Regions from separate parts of the Oryctolagus cuniculus genome. Here region 2 is linked to region 1. Evidence: chromatin contacts called from public Hi-C data. All regions are on one chromosome and are shown on one strand. Each heading gives the region's core, a stretch centred on a gene start, on an enhancer-like site or on the middle of the called end of the contact. The rest is flanking DNA. Distances are from core to core; before and after follow the strand shown.

What was found. A called contact is a pair of places that touch in the nucleus more often than the background predicts.
Region 2: a Hi-C map of embryonic fibroblasts shows a contact between it and region 1, with 3 times the contacts expected there. The contact joins the promoter of LMO4 here to the enhancer-like site in region 1. A contact is called at or near these places in 2 of 6 Hi-C or Micro-C datasets (ear pinna and embryonic fibroblasts).

What each region holds. Positions count from the first base shown.
Region 1 is chr7:83,276,920-83,279,997 of mOryCun1.1, forward strand. No RefSeq gene overlaps it. Among named protein-coding and RNA genes, the nearest start is that of LMO4, 510 kb to the right of the region's middle. Within about 2 kb of position 1,417, at least 1 of the 8 cell types and tissues checked has an H3K27ac peak or open chromatin away from gene starts, as enhancers often do.
Region 2 is chr7:83,787,123-83,790,200 of mOryCun1.1, forward strand. LMO4 (LIM domain only 4) reads right to left here and starts at 1,438. Exons shown (of 5, transcript XM_002715878.5): 1 at 897-1,438.

The DNA.
Region 1 (3,078 bases), core at 167-2,666:
AACCACTTCCTAATGAAACTAGTTAAAATTAATGATTCCTTGCTTTGTTCTCCCTAAGGTCTTTTTCCAACCTTGGCTTCAGCCTTTATTTCAGTATGCTGGTAGCATTATTCATTGTATTCTGGGTGAGCCAGTATATCATAATCTTAAGGAACAGCATTCCTGGGCTTAGAAGATCTAGCTTTGATTCCTGGACTGTCTATGTATCAGCTGTGAGATGTTGGGCAAAATTTTCCGGGAGCTTGGATTCCTTCTCAAAAAAAAAAAAAAAAAAAAAAATAGAAAGATTATGGTATCTAGTTCCCTGGTGTGGTGGGGGTTAAAGTGATACAGACTAGGAAGTGCTTCATTTTGGTCACAGTATGATTGTGTCCGAGCTTGGCACAAATGACAGCAACAACAAAAGCTAGAAGATTATTGATCTGTCCCCCACTAAACTATAAGTCTTCCAAGATGAGGGGCTGCCTCATGGTCTGCTTATTTAGTCAACATCACTTAGCATTGTCCTGTCCATATGGCTACATATACAGCTCAATAAATGTTTATTTTGAGTTTAAATTCAAATTGAGTGCTATCCCTGACTGGATTAATGTTTCTCTCTGCTTCCCTTCCCTTCCGTGTTTTATCTCCCTTTTTGTATCTCTTTCGCTTGCTTTACACCTTTGTCTTCTCAGTCCCGAGCGTCAGAAAAATCCTACGAGATAGGTGAGAAAAATAAAAATTTTAAAACCCTTTGTATAAGGCAAAGCAGTCACGGAATATAAATGAAATTTAATTTCAGACCTGCATTAGAATAAGGATGGCGAGGTATAAACCCTTAACTCCTAGAAACGTATTCACAGCAGCACTTCTCCCCAGCAAGCAGGCGTGGACCAGCGTGGAGCTGCCTCGTGGCACGGAGGCAATGAACTGCTGAGATCGCCCTCACTGTGGCAATGTTGTGTGCAGTCACTCTCCCAGGGTCTGGCAGAGGAATCAGGAAATTCTGTCTCCATGCTGATTCTCTGAATAAAAAAACTTCAGACTGCATCCCAGTGGCTACCATTACCTGATGAAGTCAATTAAGCTAGCAGCACTTCCTGCTGGAGACTGACCTGGCGGAGGTGGCGGCGGAGGCCAGATGAAACCAAAAGATGGGGAACTGGGTTTTCTTCCTGTTCTGTTTTTAGCAACCAAGTTCCATCAATGTGGTCTTTGACTCGGCTTTGAACAACCCCCTGCTTGGCTTCGTTCCTTAAACTCACTAAGTTCTTACAGTTAATACTGTGGTTAATGGTTTCTGGAAAGACAGTATCTATCAGCATCTGAGTGTACACATTTTGGCCTAAATATTGAGAAATCGTAAGTATGTAATGCAAAGCCTGGGTGTGCCTGCCCAGAGAAAGTGGCTCATTAGGATTAATCTTTGACCGAATGAGTAATGCTAAGGGAACGAGGCCTTTTCCTCTCTGGCTGGGCAGAGGTTGGGTCCAAAGCTTTCAAACAGGTTTCTTTGGAATGCAGCTGGTCACTTCTGAATATTTTACTCAAACATATGGAACGTAACAATCTGGATTTAAAAAAAAAAAAAAAAAAAACTTTGTATACTGTAGCAATTCCTTGAAAATCAAATGGCAGAACCTAAACAAGACCGGCTGCCAAAATGCGTGCCCAGTTGGGGAGAAGTGTGTGGGGAATCATCCAGCCCACTTTCAGAGCTCCCAGAGCAGCCTGGGAGAACTCTGCATTACCTTCTGTTCCCGTTCCTGAGCCCTGCCAAACTTTTGTTTGAAAAAGCATCTTTATGCAGCAGTACATTTGCTACATTGTATCTGAGAACACTTTCCACATTGGCTCCTGCTTGCTACTTGACTGAAATGACTTGTTCTGTTGAGCTGTTCCTACAGCAGACAGAGCCCAGAAGCACCCAAGGTAGGTGACATCATGCTCAGGGTGCAAGGCAGAGTTTCCTAACCAGGAATTTTTTTTTTTTTTCTGCTAAAATTACTCCACGACAGTAAGAGTTTCCTGTATGAGTGCTGTACTCAGCTAATAGAAGTCAAATTCTTTCCCAGGGTAATGTAATTGTTAGTCTTCATAAAAAAGCGGGGGTGGGAGGGATTGCTGCTTTATCAATAAAAGCATACAGAGCTGGATACCTACACAAAGAAATTTTCAGTATAATTTATGGCATTTCATCATGTTGAACTACATTCCAAGTAATTCACCCTGGCAGTTTTGCTCTCAAAATGGAAATCTCAGTATTTTTCTTACCTTCATCAAATAAAATGAGTTTGTGTTCAACTGGAGTCCATATACTTGATAATTTGTTTGACTGAGTAAGGTTATTAGCAATTTAGGAAATAAGCCCATTTGGATTTTCAGAGTGAACAGAAATAGGAGACTGCTATGATGATCTCTTAAAAATTACGATGTAACACACAAAAGTGAGATTTAAGTAACGAGATTTTTCCATATACCAATAACACCAGGGAAATTCAAACTCAAACTCCCTCGATTAATTTCCAAGGATTAAGTGGTTGGTATTGAAGTCAATGAAAGATATATTTTACAAAGCTGAGAGGTCAATTCAATTCAGAGAAGCTGACCAAATGGTGCACCATCTTCTCTGTGTCTGTGGTTGAAATGCTTCCTGATCAAGTGGGAGGAAGATTTTGGTGAGATTTTCCAGGCTGCTCAGAGCTAAGTGGAGGACTGCAGTTGCAGTCAGAGGATCCTGAAGGTCTCTCTCTGTTGTTACGATGTTAGACCAGTGAGGGCACTTAGAGATTAGCTGGCCCAACCCCATAGTTTTGTAAGGAGGCTCTCAAGGCTTAGAGAGATTAAGTGACTTGGTTAACATCACACAGTTCATCCGTATAGGCACCCACTTGCTTGACTTTCTGATTGAAATCTTTTTTAACTCCCCCAAGAAATTCTTTCAGGAACTGCTGATGTTCTTGAGTTGGTTTCTTTTGATTTTACATTTTTTAAATACAGGCGACAATCATTCTTAGGTAATTCTTCTGGTACACAAGATTTTCAAAATTATTACTTATTTTTAAACTGTGATTGCCTCTTGACAATTCAAAGAAAGCA
Region 2 (3,078 bases), core at 188-2,687, 510 kb after region 1:
GCAATACCTTAATGCTGATTAAATCTAAAAGAGATGAATCAAGAGGACTGAGCAGAAACCGACTCCCCTGATAACTAAGGACGGCCCTCATCAAGTTTCATTTAGAGTTGGAAAAAAAAAAAGAAAGCTTTTAAGTTAAATAGGCTTATACTCTAGTAATTACATAGCCAAGCAATTTAGGTCCTGGGATACTCAGTGAAATAGAAAGCAGAACTGGCAGCTAGAGGCAAAATCTGCCCCCTTTAACAACGTCTCTGGTGTTTTTTAATGGAGACCAAGGGAGGGACAAACGTAGCGCTGGCAATTTGTAGTACAAAAATGGATGCTTAATTCATGTCTTGATTTTAATTAGGTGATTCACCGGATTTCTCCTGGATTGGAACAAAAGACTTATAAGCCAAGAGGAATTTTTTAAAAAGAACCAGCAATACCTAATCCTGGTCACTTAGATCCTTTCTGCCACTGTTTCAAAAACAGTGTTTACTAGAAGGGGGAGGGGGTCGTGCCTACCCCCACCCCCCAACGCACTACTTCTCCTACTTAACCCCGCATCGAAGCACCCCCCAAGCCACCCACCCACACACACACCACCCAGCCTTCCTCTTCGGACCTGGAAACATCCCCACCCCCGCCAGGGTCCCCGGCAGCCCGGCCTCCGAGAGGAACCCTTTTGTAAGAAGCAGGAGCCGCTACAAAGCGGGCGGCCCGGGGCTGCCCTCCGTGCCCTCCGCGCTAGCTCGCAGGCTGGCCTCGGTAGTTTCAGACTCGCGCATTATCTAAGCCGACGTATTGTTTACTTGCAATTTGGGACGGTCAAGGGAAGGAAGCCAAAGAAAACAGCCCCGGCCCGCCCGGGCCCCCTCCCGGCCTCCCCGGCTCCCCAGCCGCCCCCTTACCTGCTTCTCCCCTATACTGCGAGACTGCGGGCGGCGGCGGCGGCGGCGGCGAACGAGCGAGCGGGCGAGCGGGCGAGCGGAGCCGCTCGGCTTCCAGGGAAGGGGCGCCTCGGCCGGCGGCGCGGAGGGAGGGAGTTCTCGCAGATGCAGGAAAGGGGAGGAGGGGGCTGAGGGCGGCTGGGCGTTTTTGTTGTTGTTGTTTTTGTTTTTTTTAAAATCGCGCTGCTCTGGGGCTGGGGTGGGGGGGCCCCCCGCGTTCAGGGGCAGCGCGGCCGGGAGCAGAAGTGTCAGTGGCGGTGCCCGTCCTTCTCCTCAGCCTCCGGCTGCGCTCGAACAGCGGTGGGAGCCCTCGGCCCGCGCGGCGCGGCTCGAGGCGCGGCGCAGCGGCAGCAACTGCTGCAATCGCTGCTGCAAGTTTGGCAATGTGGCTTCACTTTGTATATGCCCCCGCCCCCGCCGCGCTCCGCCCGCTCCTCCTCCTCCTCCGCCGCCGCCGCCGCCTTCCTCCCTCCCGCGCGCTCCCTCGCTCGCTCCCTCGCCCGCCCGCCCGCTCAGGCTGCCGGAGGCGGCTCGGCCGCGCTCCCTGCACCTCCGGGCCGGGAGCCGCGGCGCAGACCACAGCCCCAGGAGCGGCGGCCCGCACGGCTCGGGGGGCCCCGGCAGAAGCGGGCGCGCGCTGGCAGCGGGGGGCTGCGGCCGGGCCCGGGCCCGGCGCGCTGGAGCCTGCGCCGCTGCCGGGGCGGCTGCTGCTGCTGCTGCTGCCCGGCTCGGCGGCTCGGCGGCTCGGCGGCGGCGCTGGCCTCTAGCCGGCTCGCTCGCTCCCTCCGCGGCGCTTACACATGTGTTACTGACAGAGCAGAATCCCAACTACTCCCCGGCTCTGCCGCCGACGTCAGCGACCCTCAGCCACTGGGCGGCCGGATTGTTCAGGCGGAATAATAAAACCTGCCAATCCGGGGGAGGACAAAGGGATGACTGAACCGAGCCTCGCGGGGCGGGGGAGAGAGCGAGGCGGCGGAGCGGGCCGAGCCAGCCGAAGGGAAGGGCCCGAGTCAGGTGGCGAGAAGTGAGCGGGCGCCCTGCGTCGCCGGGGACCGTGCCGGCCGCCGAGGTGCGGCCACCGCACCTGCCCAGGCGGCGCGGGGACCCCGGAGACCCCGCCCGCTGCTCCCTCGGGGCGTGCCCTCCCCTGGCGCCGTGGAGACCCTTAGGAAACTTACTGCACATCTTTCTCAGATACGGGTCTCTTCCTGTTTGGGAAGAAAAGTCGGCGGACTGCCTCTCTCTCTCTCTCTCTCTCTCTCTCTCTCTCTCTGTCGGTTTTTAAATTCACGGTGCTGGCGATTTATGAACCTTAGTGGAAGTTTAGCTCACGAGCTAAGAACAGTAAGGGAAGTAAGTATCGCCCCTACCTAGATTCTTGCCTACTTAGGCCCCTTCCATAACCCGGGTTTGAACCAAGTGTCCAGGAGGCGTTCTTGCTGTGGGACCACAAGCCCTGTTTTCACAGTCGAAGGAAACTTCCTGGAGAAAGCCTTGTCCCACTACCCTGGCCACTGTGGCCGAGAGCCGCAGTGTCTCCCAGCCCCCCAACGCAGTGGAAGTAATGGCAAGATTCGCAGTGTCACAGCCCCTGCAGAGGAAGCAGTGGAGCTCCTCGAATAAATCAAGAGCTGAGGAATGCTTTTAGGGCGCTAGGCTGGGAGTCTGCAGGGCCGCAGCCCAGCCAGGATGCTTGAATACCTAGTGGGTCCACTTTACCCGCTCTGCGGGATAGGTTTAATAAATCTCCCATCCAAGGCTCCTATTAGGTCTGATGATTATTAGTAAGTTCCAGAGAGATTTTTCTGGTGGAAATGATCATGAAAGTGCAAAGCCTTTCTACTAGGTATCATTAAATCAAACCAGCCTTGTGGGACAAGTTTTCAGATTGTGTTACGCACGGTTCGGCTGGATTGAGCAAAAGAACGGAAGGAAGGGGACTGTGGCAGGACAGTGTAGGTGTTCAGCTTCGCAGGCTTGGGTGTCTGGGGGCACGTCTGTCCTGTTTGGGACATGCCTGCCTTTCAAACTAAGGCTGCAAAAGAGAGTAGTTATCGTTTACTGAAATAGGCACAGGACATCTTAAATGCCAATTAAGATACTCACTAGTATTAAGTATTAAGATACTCACCTCAAATCC